Regions from separate parts of the Sus scrofa genome. Here regions 1, 3 and 4 are each linked to region 2. The links are chromatin contacts, called in public HiChIP or PLAC-seq and promoter capture Hi-C maps. All regions are on one chromosome and are shown on one strand. Each heading gives the region's core, a stretch centred on a gene start, on an enhancer-like site or on the middle of the called end of the contact. The rest is flanking DNA. Distances are from core to core; before and after follow the strand shown. Region 1 holds the start of FBXO47 (F-box only protein 47). Region 2 holds the start of RPL19 (60S ribosomal protein L19). Region 3 holds the start of FBXL20 (F-box/LRR-repeat protein 20). Region 4 holds the start of CDK12 (cyclin-dependent kinase 12).

Evidence for each region. Promoter capture Hi-C pulls out the DNA fragments that hold promoters and counts their contacts. HiChIP or PLAC-seq counts read pairs in DNA pulled down with a chosen protein or histone mark.
Region 1: a promoter capture Hi-C map of liver shows a contact between it and region 2, with 2.4 times the contacts expected there. The contact joins the promoter of FBXO47 here to the promoter of RPL19 in region 2. A contact is called at or near these places in 1 of 5 promoter capture datasets (liver) and 1 of 2 datasets of contacts at active chromatin or transcription factors (alveolar macrophages).
Region 3: an H3K27ac HiChIP or PLAC-seq map of alveolar macrophages shows a contact between it and region 2. The contact joins the promoter of FBXL20 here to the promoter of RPL19 in region 2. A contact is called at or near these places in 1 of 5 promoter capture datasets (fetal liver), 2 of 47 Hi-C or Micro-C datasets (embryonic fibroblasts and skeletal muscle) and 1 of 2 datasets of contacts at active chromatin or transcription factors (alveolar macrophages).
Region 4: a contact with region 2 is called in an H3K27ac HiChIP or PLAC-seq map of alveolar macrophages. The contact joins the promoter of CDK12 here to the promoter of RPL19 in region 2. A contact is called at or near these places in 1 of 5 promoter capture datasets (fetal liver), 2 of 47 Hi-C or Micro-C datasets (embryonic fibroblasts and heart right ventricle) and 1 of 2 datasets of contacts at active chromatin or transcription factors (alveolar macrophages).

The regions. Positions count from the first base shown.
Region 1 is chr12:23,180,228-23,183,448 of Sscrofa11.1, forward strand. It overlaps FBXO47 (F-box only protein 47), which reads left to right and starts at 1,511. Exons shown (of 11, transcript XM_021067059.1): 1 at 1,511-1,693.
Region 2 is chr12:23,032,837-23,035,665 of Sscrofa11.1, forward strand. It overlaps RPL19 (60S ribosomal protein L19), which reads right to left and starts at 1,501. Exons shown (of 6, transcript XM_003131509.5): 1 at 1,354-1,501; 2 at 309-415. The coding sequence starts at 1,358.
Region 3 is chr12:22,871,952-22,875,038 of Sscrofa11.1, forward strand. FBXL20 (F-box/LRR-repeat protein 20) reads left to right here and starts at 1,444. Exons shown (of 17, transcript XM_013979813.2): 1 at 1,444-2,331. It overlaps MED1 (mediator of RNA polymerase II transcription subunit 1), which reads left to right. Exons shown (of 20, transcript XM_021067050.1): 20 at 1-469.
Region 4 is chr12:22,830,136-22,833,012 of Sscrofa11.1, forward strand. It overlaps CDK12 (cyclin-dependent kinase 12), which reads right to left and starts at 1,260. Exons shown (of 18, transcript XR_002337130.1): 1 at 1-1,260. It overlaps MED1 (mediator of RNA polymerase II transcription subunit 1), which reads left to right and starts at 270. Exons shown (of 20, transcript XM_021067050.1): 1 at 270-384.

The sequences.
Region 1 (3,221 bases), core at 261-2,760, 150 kb after region 2:
AGACTCTGCACACACTCTGATTCTTATCAACAACCCCGCTCTTGAACCATTGCTATAAAACTTTTCACCAAATCCTCCAGAGCAGGATAAACAGTTTTTGGAGGCATTAGCCCACTGCGTGCCCCCTTGGCCTGGCAAATCGATAAAGCTATCCTTTTCTCCTTCACCCAAAACCCTGTATTCCAGATTGAATTGGTGAAGGTCCACAAAAGGCACTTAAAATCTGCAAAATTAAACTTTTTTGTTTGTTTATTTAGGGACACACCTGCAACACATGGAAGTTCCCAGGCTAGGGGTGGAATAGGAATAGCAGCTGCCTGCCTGTGCCATGGTCACAGCAATGCCAGACTCCAGCCATGTCTGTGACCTACACAGCAATGCTGGATCCTTAACCCACTAAGCATCCCAGGGATCAAACCTGCATCCTTATGGGTAATAGTTGGGTTCTTAACCCACTGAGCCACATTGGGAACTCCCTGTTTATTCTATCTTAAGACTAATAAGACTTATAAGAGTAATAAGCTTAGACTTAGACTAATAAGCTCCATGAAGCCAGGAAACATATATCTTGTTCTCAGTTGTATGTTTAGGGCCTTCCCCGTGACTAGCCCAGAGCAACTTTCAGTAACCAGCTACTGAATGAATAAATGAAGAAGGACTTAATCTTCAAGGGAGGGCCAAGCTAGGAAGATTTGCTTTGGACTCCATCTTTTTTGCTTTTTAGGATGGCACCACCATCAGCATATAGAAGTTCCCAAGGTAGGGGCCAAACCAGAGCTACAGCTGCAGGCCTACGTCACAGCAGTGTGGGATCCAAGCCGCATCTGCAACCCACACCAGGGCTTTCACAGCAACTCCAGATCCCTAACCCACTGAGCGAGACCAGGGATGGAACCAGCATCCTCATGGCTCCAGCGTCCTCATGGATCCTAGGGGGATTCTTTTCCGCTGCACCACAACAGGAACTTCCTTGGACTCCATCTTGACATGCCGGAGGCATCTTTGCTTCTAGGTACCAAAATAGGTTAAAAAAAGGAATGTTTGCAGGTTCTTCCCAACAGAAGTTTTCATTGAGTCCTCTTGTACCTTACCTTGTAGGGATGGGAGGAGTTAAAAAACTAAGATAAAGGGAAAGGAAGTGGCTTGGAGCAGATGTGTGGTGCGCCAGGTTGGGACGCTTCGTTTCGCACCGTCCCCTCCACGTCCGTAACTGCCCCACCCCTTCCGGTCATCGGTTTGAAGTAAAGGTGGTTTTGGCCTAAGTTCGGCCTCCAAAGACTACATCCTCGTTAATTATTCATAGCGTGGAAGGGGTCTGTGAGTGCCAGGACTTTTACTATTCATGAGGGGGCGGAGTCTCCTTCCCGAGCTCCTGGGGAGGGCTCTGAAATATTCAAGAGGAAGGAGGGCACTCTGGGAGCCGGCGTTCTTCCTATTCATGAGGGGGCGGGGCCTCCTTCCCGCTGGGGCTCCTGGGAGGATTCTAAAATATTCTCGAGGCCAAGGGGGCGCCTGGGAGGCAGGAACGCAGCTCCGGAACCGACCTGAGGCGGACCCTCCCTCTTCCTGGCGGCAAAATCTTTTTTTGAGGAAAAATTTTCTAAAACATTAAGAAGTTTTGAGGATGGAGGGGCAAAACGACTAAGTCGCATTTTCCTGTGATCCTTTAGCCGGGAAATTGTCCAAATCTGTGGTAAAAAGAGATTTATTTTCCCCCAATAGTTTCTGGAGACAGCTTCACCTTTTCGTGGACTGAAGGAGGTCAAAAATGCACCGCAGTGTGGTTTGAGTAGTATATCGGCCAGTTTCTCTTTTATGCCCCCGACCCCCTACCCCCAGTTTACCTCTCTGGAGATCTTTGGGCGAATTCTCGGGCAGATGGAGGTGGATCTCTTAAAAGATTGTCTTAGGTTAAAATAAAATAGAAATCCTAGTGAATTGCTGTTGGACGGTTTTCTCTGAAAACGGGGAAAGAAGTTCATCCAAGAGAGCCTTCAAAGCCTTTCACACGTGGGCAAAATGAGCGGGATGGAACAGGGCATTGAAACATCATCTTACTAGGATTATTTTGGTCCGTTAGTCTCATTCTCTAGAGGACTGAGAGGCAACCAGAAGTAATTTGGAATTACATCTTTAGGATTTTCAGAAAAGCCTGCTATCTCCCCCAAACCGTTTAGGTCTAAGTGAGGAAAATAAGAAATTGTAAGAGGAGACTAAAGCTTTTAAAGAATTTGGGTCATTGTGTTTTAATCCTCTCAGAGGTTTAAAAATATAGGCAGAGTGTGCTTAACACACTGGAGTCCGCGGGTATTAGGTTATCAGTGAGGGTCTGAAGATCCCACAAGCTCCACCCATTCCCAGCTTAGCAGGTCCTCAGAGAAAAAGAATAAATCCTAGGCCAGATGTATATTTTACTATAATGAAAATGATTTAAAATACCTACTGTGAAAAGTTGAAAACAATGTTATGGATTAAATTATTCTTCCATTTGGTCGAATCCCATGCAGTCTTTAAAATATATATATACTTGTAGAAGTGTATCTATTGGTATGGAAGGAAATTCCAGGTTTAATTACAATTACAATTGAAATGCAGATTATAAAAAAGGATGATAGTCCCTCTTTTTTTGTGAAAAAAATTATATATATATGTGTGTGTGTGTGTGTGTAAAATTCTGGAATGATATAAACCAAAGTGCTTAATGTTAAGTGTCAAAAACCAAATGAATTTAATTTTCTTCTTTTTATTTTGCTGTATTTTGTAAAATTTTTGACAATGCACATGCTACTTGTATCATTTTAATGATTATTTAGAAATATCTACTAATTTAAATGCTCATTGAATGATGCTGAAGCAAAGCACTATATAAGGTATGGGTTTTTTTAAAGAAGGCTCACAGTATGCGTTTTACTAAGCACTAAATTTCTTGGCCACATTTTCAAATCTATAACGGATTTTAAATTGATAAAAATTGGTATGTAACTTTAAAAAATTTTTACTTTGTATTTATTTATTGTCTTTTTAGGGCCACACCCTCAGCATGTGGAGGTTCCAAGGTTAGGGGTCGAATCAGAGCTGTAGCTGCTGGCCTACACCACAGCTCACCACAAGGATGGATCCTTAACCCAATGAGCAAGGCCAGGGATGGAACCCATGTCCTCATGGAGGCTAGTGGGTGTCATTAACCACTGAACCACAAAGGGAACTCTGATATGTAACTT
Region 2 (2,829 bases), core at 251-2,750:
CTTCTTCACAAACCCTTCATATAGCTATACAACAGAACATCCATTCTAACCGTATTTACTAATATAACACTGGGTAGTTCCATTAACCTCCATTCTCTCATTCTGGCAAATGGCAGGAAGAGAAGAACCCCTGGCATTTCCTATTTCTTTGATTCCTTCCATTTCCTAAGGATGCCCACCCCCCAATGTCCGACTTATGAGCTCTCCTAAATCTGCACATTCAAGTTAACACAATTGTGCCACCTTTCATCCCTCAAGGGTTGAGCAGGTGATAGGGCAAAGAAAGGTCGCAGAACCCAAGAACTCACGGGAGTTGGCGTTGGCGATTTCATTAGTCTCATTGGGGTCCAACCAGACTTTCTTTTTGCCACAGCGGAGGACACTGGAGGCAAGCCTCTTCTGAAGCCTGAGCATACTGTAACAAACAGAAAACACTATCAGGCCCTGGAAACCATTCCTGGGCAAGGAGCATCCCCAGCAAGACCTGCCCTCCAAAGCCTTCTAATGTGAAATATACCACAGGATATGGATGTATGTGCATTTAGTACTAAGGACAAACATGTCTCTCCCGCCCCAGGCTTTTGCCACCCACAATGGCACCTCCAAATTAAAAATCTCCCCTGTATCCAGATTTTTGTTAATGCCTTGGCAACTACCCATCCCATAATGTAGACAAAGCCCAAGCTATATCTTGACGTATTTGCGCCTCAGTTTTCTCCTCTGGAAAATAAGATGAACGGATGAAATTGAAATTTATAGAGGGAGCTAATACTCTGACATGCACCAGTGAAAATGAATTTATTTAACGCGAAGAATCTGAGGCCAGCGGAGCCGATTCGCTAGTCAGTCTTCTGATTCCTGGGCTCGTTTTTCTCATCTTATCACAGTAATATACTAGCCTTAAGGATTTTCTTATGATGGCTCCACCGAATAAAAGGCATCAAAGAACCAGGGATTGCTTCATCCCGGACAGTCGGAGGCTCGAGACCTACGCGAGGCCCCGTCCTACGTCACATGCAAGCAGACATGGGCTCGGAGCCACAGATTGACCCAGCGAGTAAGGAAGCCATAGCCCGGTTCCCGCCACCGCCTCTCTTCTGCCCGCAGGAGTAGCCTCGGACACGTGTGGGGCGCAGGGCTCGCCCTTCCTCCTGCGTAAGAGTGCCCAGGACGCTCTCCCACCCCCATCCTCTCCAGGCCAAGAGCTAGTGTGCTCCGGCCTACCCTAAGCTCCAAGGCCGGCCGCTTCAGGGCCGTCTCCACCTCAACTCTCCCACCAGGGGCTGAGGTATCGAGCCGTCGAGTGCCCTGGCAGCCGGAATCAACCAAAATCGGAGACCCTGGAGCCCTTACCTCATGGCTGCTGCCGCAGCGGCGAAAGGAAAGAACTTGCTCTCGCCAGGCTCCTCCCATTATCTGTGCAGGGGAGAGCTCATCCCTGGCTCCGCTTTCGCCCGTATTCCCCTCCAGTCTTTTCATCTTCTGCCACCATAAACGTACTTATATCTTCTGTAAAGATCCGGGATACTCGAAGCCTAATATCAGAAATCGGTTTTAAACTTAAAAACATAGAAAATATACCCCTTCGGCATGGCAAAGTGGTATAGTCCGACTTCCTATTAGGCATGCGTGGCAAGGGTGTCTGGTCACGTGGATGGCGGAAGCCGGAAGTCAGCTGGGTTGCGCAGGCGGGTTGAGGGAATTTTGCTAGAGTGGCCCGTTTCTCGCAGTCGCGTTGGGTTCTTTGGGTGTTTTATTGGCGCGGGGCGGGTGTGGAAGGTGAAGCAAGAGGGAATAATGAGGGCGGATTTCAGACAAAAGCAGCCCTGTATTCACTCTCTTAATTATTGGGAGACCCTGGAGGTCAGAATAAACCACCAAAGATACTAGCTGATGTTTTTGCACCCCTATGGTCCTTGATCTCTTAGTGCCTCAGTTTCCTTCTCCGTATAGTGTACGTGATATATCCGTTGTTCAGTTGTGAAAATCGCATGAGTTAACGTTTGCAGCTTGCGAAGGCAGGCATTAAGACCAGCTCCTCTTTAAAAATAAATAAGTAAAAAGGCATGCTCCTTATGACAGGAACCAGTCTTTTGTTTGGCTCATACTGTATGCCGGCAGCCATGGAGCTTTGCACATAGTAAGCACTTGAGAAATAAGGAGCGAATGAATAGCTGTGAAAGTCTTAAACCTGGTTGCTAGAACCTCTCATAGTTCTTTCCTCTTGCTCTGGAGTTCCCAATGCAAAAACCTAAGGAAGTGCAACTAGAGATTATCGTACTAAGTCAGAAAGACAAAAACCTTATAATATCACTCATATGTGGAATCTAAAATATGGCACAAATGGGAGATCCCCATTGTGGCTCAGTATCCATGGGGACGCTGGTTAGATCCCTGGCCTCACTCAGTGGGTTAGGGATACAGTGTTGCCGAGAGCTGTGGTGTAGGTCCCAGTCCGCGCTCAGATCTGGTGTTGCTGTAGCTGTGATGTAGACTGGTGGCAGCTGCAGCTCAGATTCCACCGGAGCCTGGGAATCTCCACATGCCACAGGTAGAGACCATAAAAAAAGCAAAATAAATAAATAAAATATAGTGCAAATGAATCTATCTACAAAACAGAGACTCACAGAAAACAGACTTGTGGTTGCCACGGGGCGGGGGGTGGGGGGAATGGACTAGGAGTTTGGAATTAGTAGATGCAAACCATGGCATTTAGAATGGATAAACAAGGCGTTTCCGTCTTGGCTCAGAAGAAACGAATCTGACTAGTATCCATGAGGATGCAGGTTCCATCCCTAGACTCGCTCAGTGGGTTAAGGATCCATCTGG
Region 3 (3,087 bases), core at 194-2,693, 160 kb before region 2:
AATTCTCAAAAGAATCTTTCCAGGGAGCCAGTGAGTCACAGTATCCAGTTGAGTCACTTAAAGCAGACGCCAGTATAGGAAACTCATTATTCACAATCCCTAGGTAATCTCATATTTGTTTACCTTTTTAAAAATCCCCTTCCCTCCCTTATTTCTACCCTTGAGTTAGTTTTTTGAGGGGTAGGAAGTATTTAACATCTCAGAAGCTAGGTTGGGAAACATGCTCAGCTGTAAAAGCTGAGCTTTAAATTTTGAGTTTTAAAAATGTACATCAGGAGCAGTTGGGAGGGGCTTTTCTAAAAAAAAAGTAATCTTTTAAATTTGATTTTCTGTGTGTATGGCCGTTCTGTAAATACTTTGGGGTTTTTCATTTTTTTGAAAGTAGACAAAATCTGTGGGATTTTTTTTCCCGAAACATTACAGAAACCTGTTTATTTACATGCAAATAAATTTCTTTGATAAAAAGCAACATGCCTATGTGTAATAAATTTCTAACTTTTGGATAATTGTTTATTCAGCTTTTTAAAAGTCCAATCAAAAGTATTTTAAAATAACAAAGGAAAAACCTTCCTTGAAATGTGTAACTGGAAAGGATAATTAGGGGAACAGAACTGTGAAAGTTTTCTTCATTTGATTTACCTGCTCAAGCCAGTTTTACTATCTTTTACAGGCCTTAGTCACCAATTGTATCAATAGTTCTTGCTGGGAGAAAAGTTCTGTTAGATGCAACAAAAGGCTGTTTTTATATGGCTGCAGTAAAGCAATCACATTAAAAGTATCTGGGACAGGAGGAGGCTATAACATCTAGATCTGGGTTTGTGGGCCTGAGAATGAGTTACTGAAGCTGGGTTCCTGGGTTCTTTTCTAGGGAAAAAAAAAGTGCTTTCAGAGTTGGGTAATAAGCCTTCCAGCTACAATACGCCTTTTTTTTTTTTTTTTTTTTTGGACTTTTTAGGGCCTCGCCCGTAGCATATGGAGGTTCCCAGGCTAGGGGTCTAATTAATCAGAGCTGCAGCCACCGGCTTTCACCACAGCCACAGCAATGCCAGATCCATGCCACGTCTGCAACCTACACCACAGCTCACGGCAACACCGGATCCTTCGAGGCCAGGGATCGAACCCGCAACCTCATCGTTCCCAGTCAGATCGTTAACCATTGAGCCATGACGCAAACTCCAAATATGCCTATTTTAAAAGATCTCCAGCACAATTTGCTCTTACAGAACTTTTTTTTTTTTTTTTTTTTTTTTTTTTTTGGCTTTTTAGGGCCAAACCCGAGGCATATGTAGGTTCCTAGGTTAGGGGTCCAATCGGAGCTACAGCTGCTGGCCTACACCACAGCCACAGCAACGTCTTATTCCAGCCTCATTTGCGACCTACACCACAGCTCATGGCAATGCAGGATCCTTAACCCACTGAGCGAGGCCAAGGATCAAACCCACAGTCAGATTTGTTTCCCCTGCAGAACCACATCTCTTAATCAGACAAGCCAGTTACTGAAAGTACAAAGTAACAGGGGTATGAAAATAAACTCATATCTGCTTTGAAATGCAATTGTAAGTCCAGCCAGCACTGCTAGAATTGATGATATAGTTTCCAATGTTTCATATTTGGGATATAATTCCGTAGTTTGTCGCTCTAAGTGTAAACTCATTTCTTAATTCATGGAAGTCAGATCATAAATTTTGAGACTTCAAGGTTTGAGGGCTGGTGTTACTAAAGTACATATTATCATGACACATCCAGCTTCTATAGAAGGAGCCTGAGTCAGAATGAATGTTACTACTGGGCAAGCGCCCCCGCCTACTCGTTCAGACACGCTTGTTTCTCCCGCCAAAGTGGCGTCAGGATCAGGATCTCACCAACCAGAGCCCTGATTGGAGGGCAGGCAGGCCCTAGAGCCCATTGGGTGCCAGCAGCGGTCGGAAAGCAGAGGGGCGGGAGAAGCCGAGGCCTTTCTGCCTCACCCGCCCCCACCTTCACCAAAGCGTGCCCCTCCCCCAGCTAAAGGAATGGTCGCCCAGCTCCAGCACTGCACCCCTTGACCCCAAGGCACGAGGTGCGGCCTCGCCGCATATCCCCAGAGCAGAGGGCAGCGCAATTACCCCCTGTCCTTCTAAACCATGCACAAGGAGATCCACTCCCCGCGGCGGCCCCCTAGGCCTCCCTGCAACACCCGGTAATGCAATCCACGGGGGCGGGGAAGGCGGTGGCGGCGGCGGCAGCGGCGGCGGCGGCGGCATCAGAACAGCCCCAATCTAGAGACGGCCAGAGAGGAGAAAAATGGCTCCAAGCAGGGACCGCCTGCTGCACTTTGGGTTCAAGGCTACAGTGAGTGATAGGGGAAGGGAGTTGGGTGTCTGGGAAGGACATGTGTGCCAGCGCAAGCTACCGGGAAAGCGACAAGACTGAGGGGGCGGGGGAGGACGAGACAGCTCAAGTGCTTGGTGGGTTGGTGCGTGCTGTTTGCCCGCGGATGGGAGAAGGGGGGCTTGGGCGCTGTGTGCAGTTGTCCTGCTTTCCTCTCTCTCACTGGTCTGCGAGCACGCGCACACTCGCTCCCGCCCCACAGCCCCTCCCATACACAAATACACACACAGACATATAGACACTTCCCTGCCTCTTCTTCTTGCGGTGGGCTTGGCGGCCTTGGAGGCGAGGGCGGGCTCACGCCGCCGCCGCCGCGCTCCCGGGCGGATGGTCGCGGGCTGCGCCCCGGGGTGGGGGAGGGGTGGTCCTGCGCTGCTGCCGCCGCCGCCGCCGCGCGCTCCTCCTCCTCCCCCTCCCCACACCGTTCCGAGGCCCGGGCGGTTCTGCCCAATGAGGAGCGGCGTTGCTGGCAGGTGGGGAGTGTTTTTGTTTTGGGTTGAAGTTGAGGCGGAGGAGAGAGAAGAGCTAGCGACAAGCAGTCGTCGCCACCGCCGCGGGAGGCGGAGGAGGCCCTGCGGGATTCAAGAGGTCTCCCCTCCCCGCCGACGGCTCTTGCCCGCCGTTCCTCTGCCTCCTCCCGGTGCCGGAACTCCCGGGCCTGCCCCGGGCCCCCAGTCTTTGCCCTCCACACGCCGCAGCGCCCGGCCCCGGCCGCAC
Region 4 (2,877 bases), core at 10-2,509, 200 kb before region 2:
CTTTTGGGTGTTTCCCTTTTCCGATGACTTTTACTCCGGTCTTTGTGCCCAGACTTCAACTCACGTTCTTTCCGGGTCTTCTCCTTATGGAGTTTGGATGACCTGGATTCCTTGTTGCTGCTGCTTTTGGAGATCTGCGCCTTCCCATGGTCATCATTCTCCTCATTTGAACGCTTCGAAGTTCCTGATACCCGGTCCTTCATCGATCCCGACTTGCTAAAGGTTTCCAGGTTTTTTTCTTTCTCTGTCTGTTTAGTTTTTAGTAAGTCCCGGGAACGTCTGTGCTGATGGTGACGGTGTTTGTGCAGTCGGTCACTCCGATCAGTCCCGCGACGTTCATCATTCTCCCTCCTGTCCAGTTTGAAGGCCATGTCGTCAGAGAAGGTATCAGAATCTGAGCTAATGTCATCATACTCCACCAAAGGTTTGATAATTGTACCCAAAGGTGCTGCTTCGGGGGTCACCAACCCCATGTCTTTGGAGTGCTTGGACTTATGCCGCTTGTGCTTCGACACCAAGCGGTGACGCTCTCTGCTGTTGGAGCTGCCACCTCCCGATGACGGCTGCAAAGTTCCAGAAGCTCCTCCGCTCCCGTCCTTCTTGCCCCCATGTCTCTCTGGATTGGGCATTCCCTTTCCCCAGGCCTCAAAAAGGGGAAAAAGTTCCCCAGCACTCCAAAAAGTAACCCCCACCCTCCCCCCCAACCCCAGCCCCACGCCTACAAAATCACCCCTACAAGGGGGTGGGGAGGGAAGGGACGGTAGCCCAGGCTCCTCCTCCCTCCCGACTCCTCAGCACCCTCCTACATGAGGTAGGGGGTGAAGGAGCCAGAGAAGAAATGAGAGTTCCTCAGCAGTGGAGTTGTGAGACAACGGACTGCCGCTCGAGTCTGTTTCCCCTCCAACTCCAGCCGAGCCAATCCTCAGGCCTAGGCGCCCAGGAAGGAGGTCGAGGAAGTAGGAAGCCGGCGGCCCGGGGCTGTGGGGCCGACTCGGGCTCTGGGGCCCTGTGAGGACTGCGCGGGCCCTTCCCCTACCCGGTAGCCCGGCTCGGGGCGGCTTCCTGTCGCTGGGGTCCCGCGACCTAGGCGCCTCACACCCCCTTTGTCCCTCGCTCTTGAGGGAGCCCCGTTTCTAGCTTCCGCCTCACCTCAATACCTCACACACTCACTCGCTCCCTCACACAGACTCACAGTCACACACTAGGTTAAACCGAAACGGCACTTGGAGGAGCGGGGGGAGGGGGGTAATCCCGAGAAGTATCGCGAGAATATGCCCAACTCTCGCGGTACTTCGTGCTTCTCGTTCACCTCTCGCGGCTGCTTGCTCAAACAACGCGAGAGCAGGTCCCCGGCCAGAAACGCGTTCCGCCAGATTCTCGCGATAAGATCCCGGCTTCCCATTCGAGCAAAGCTTTATTGGGTCTAGGATGATCTTTTAAATTCAAAACTTTATTAATAACTCATTGAACAAAAACGTGTTCTCAGGCGCCAGCGCAAACTAATTTTTGCATGCTTTGTAACAACTCTCAAGTACCAGGATGAAAATAATGTCAACAGAACAAAGGACAAATGTGAGGACATTTCAACCCAAGTCCCTAAGTGTTAACAATTCTTCCCACTTGTATATACTACTACGTGCATTATCTCTAATTCTCTATTTCTCATACTACCCTGCAAAACACGATTTCCTTATCCCTATTTTACCGATAAGGAAACCCAGTCTCAGAAGAGCTAAATAACTCACTCAAGGTGACAAAGTTGGTCCATCAAGGGCCAAAAAAAGAGATTCAAATTCTTGTCCGACACTATACTACAAGCTCTTTCATTGTGTGGCACTAACCCTTTCAACTGCTTAAAGACTTGAATGCTCATCACCTCTTGAGATCATCTTATGACTCTTTAGGAATCATTTAGCCTTTTATTTTCACAGAGGATTATAATTACAAACAAGCAAAGCATAATATTCATGAACGAGACAAAAATCTTACACTTCCCTTCCTTTTTATTTTTCAAAACTCCTTAGCACATATTAACTCATTCCATCTTCACAACTTTCCTCTGAAATAGGGTTGTGATAGTGAGAAGACTAAGGCACAGGGAAGCTAAGTGACTTGTCCAGGCTTTCTCATTGTTTACTTCAGTAAACATGTATCTGTAAGACAAAGTTCCTTCTCTGTGTAACAGTGCCACTGAGGGTCCTCAAGTAGAATATGGACAATGTACTCATACACAAGAAGATATTAGGTGATATGTTCCCTTGTGGTGCAGTGGCTTTAGGACCTGGCATTGTCACTGCAGTGACTCAGATCGCTGCTATAGCAAGGGTTCAATCTCTAGCCCAAAAACTTCCACATGCTACTGGAATGCAAAATAATAATAATAATAATGTGATAAATGTTCGAAGAATATAAGAATGATAAACAGCAGTGTGAAGTTTCAAAAGGAGATTAGGAGTGATAAAAGAAAGCATTATAAAAGTAGGACATTTAGGGAGTTCCCATCATGGCACAGCGGAAACAATCCAACTAGGAACGATGAGGTTAGGGGTTCTATCCCTGGCCTCGCTCAGTGGGTTAAGAATCCAGCATTGCCACGAGCTGGGTAGGTCGCAGACCCGGCTCGGATCTGGCGATGCTGTGGCTGTGGCATGGGCCAGCGGCTACAGCTCCAATTGGACCCCTAGCCTGGGAACTTCCATATGCCATGGGTGTAGCTCTAAAAAGATTCCCCCCCAACAAAGAAGTAGGACATTTAGGAGTTACCTCTGGGGTGCAACCAGATTGGTGGTGTCTGTGCAGCATCAGGACACAGGTTCAATCCCCTGCCTGGCATACTGATCTAGCACTGCTTCTTATGATAGGTTGCAACTGTGGCAG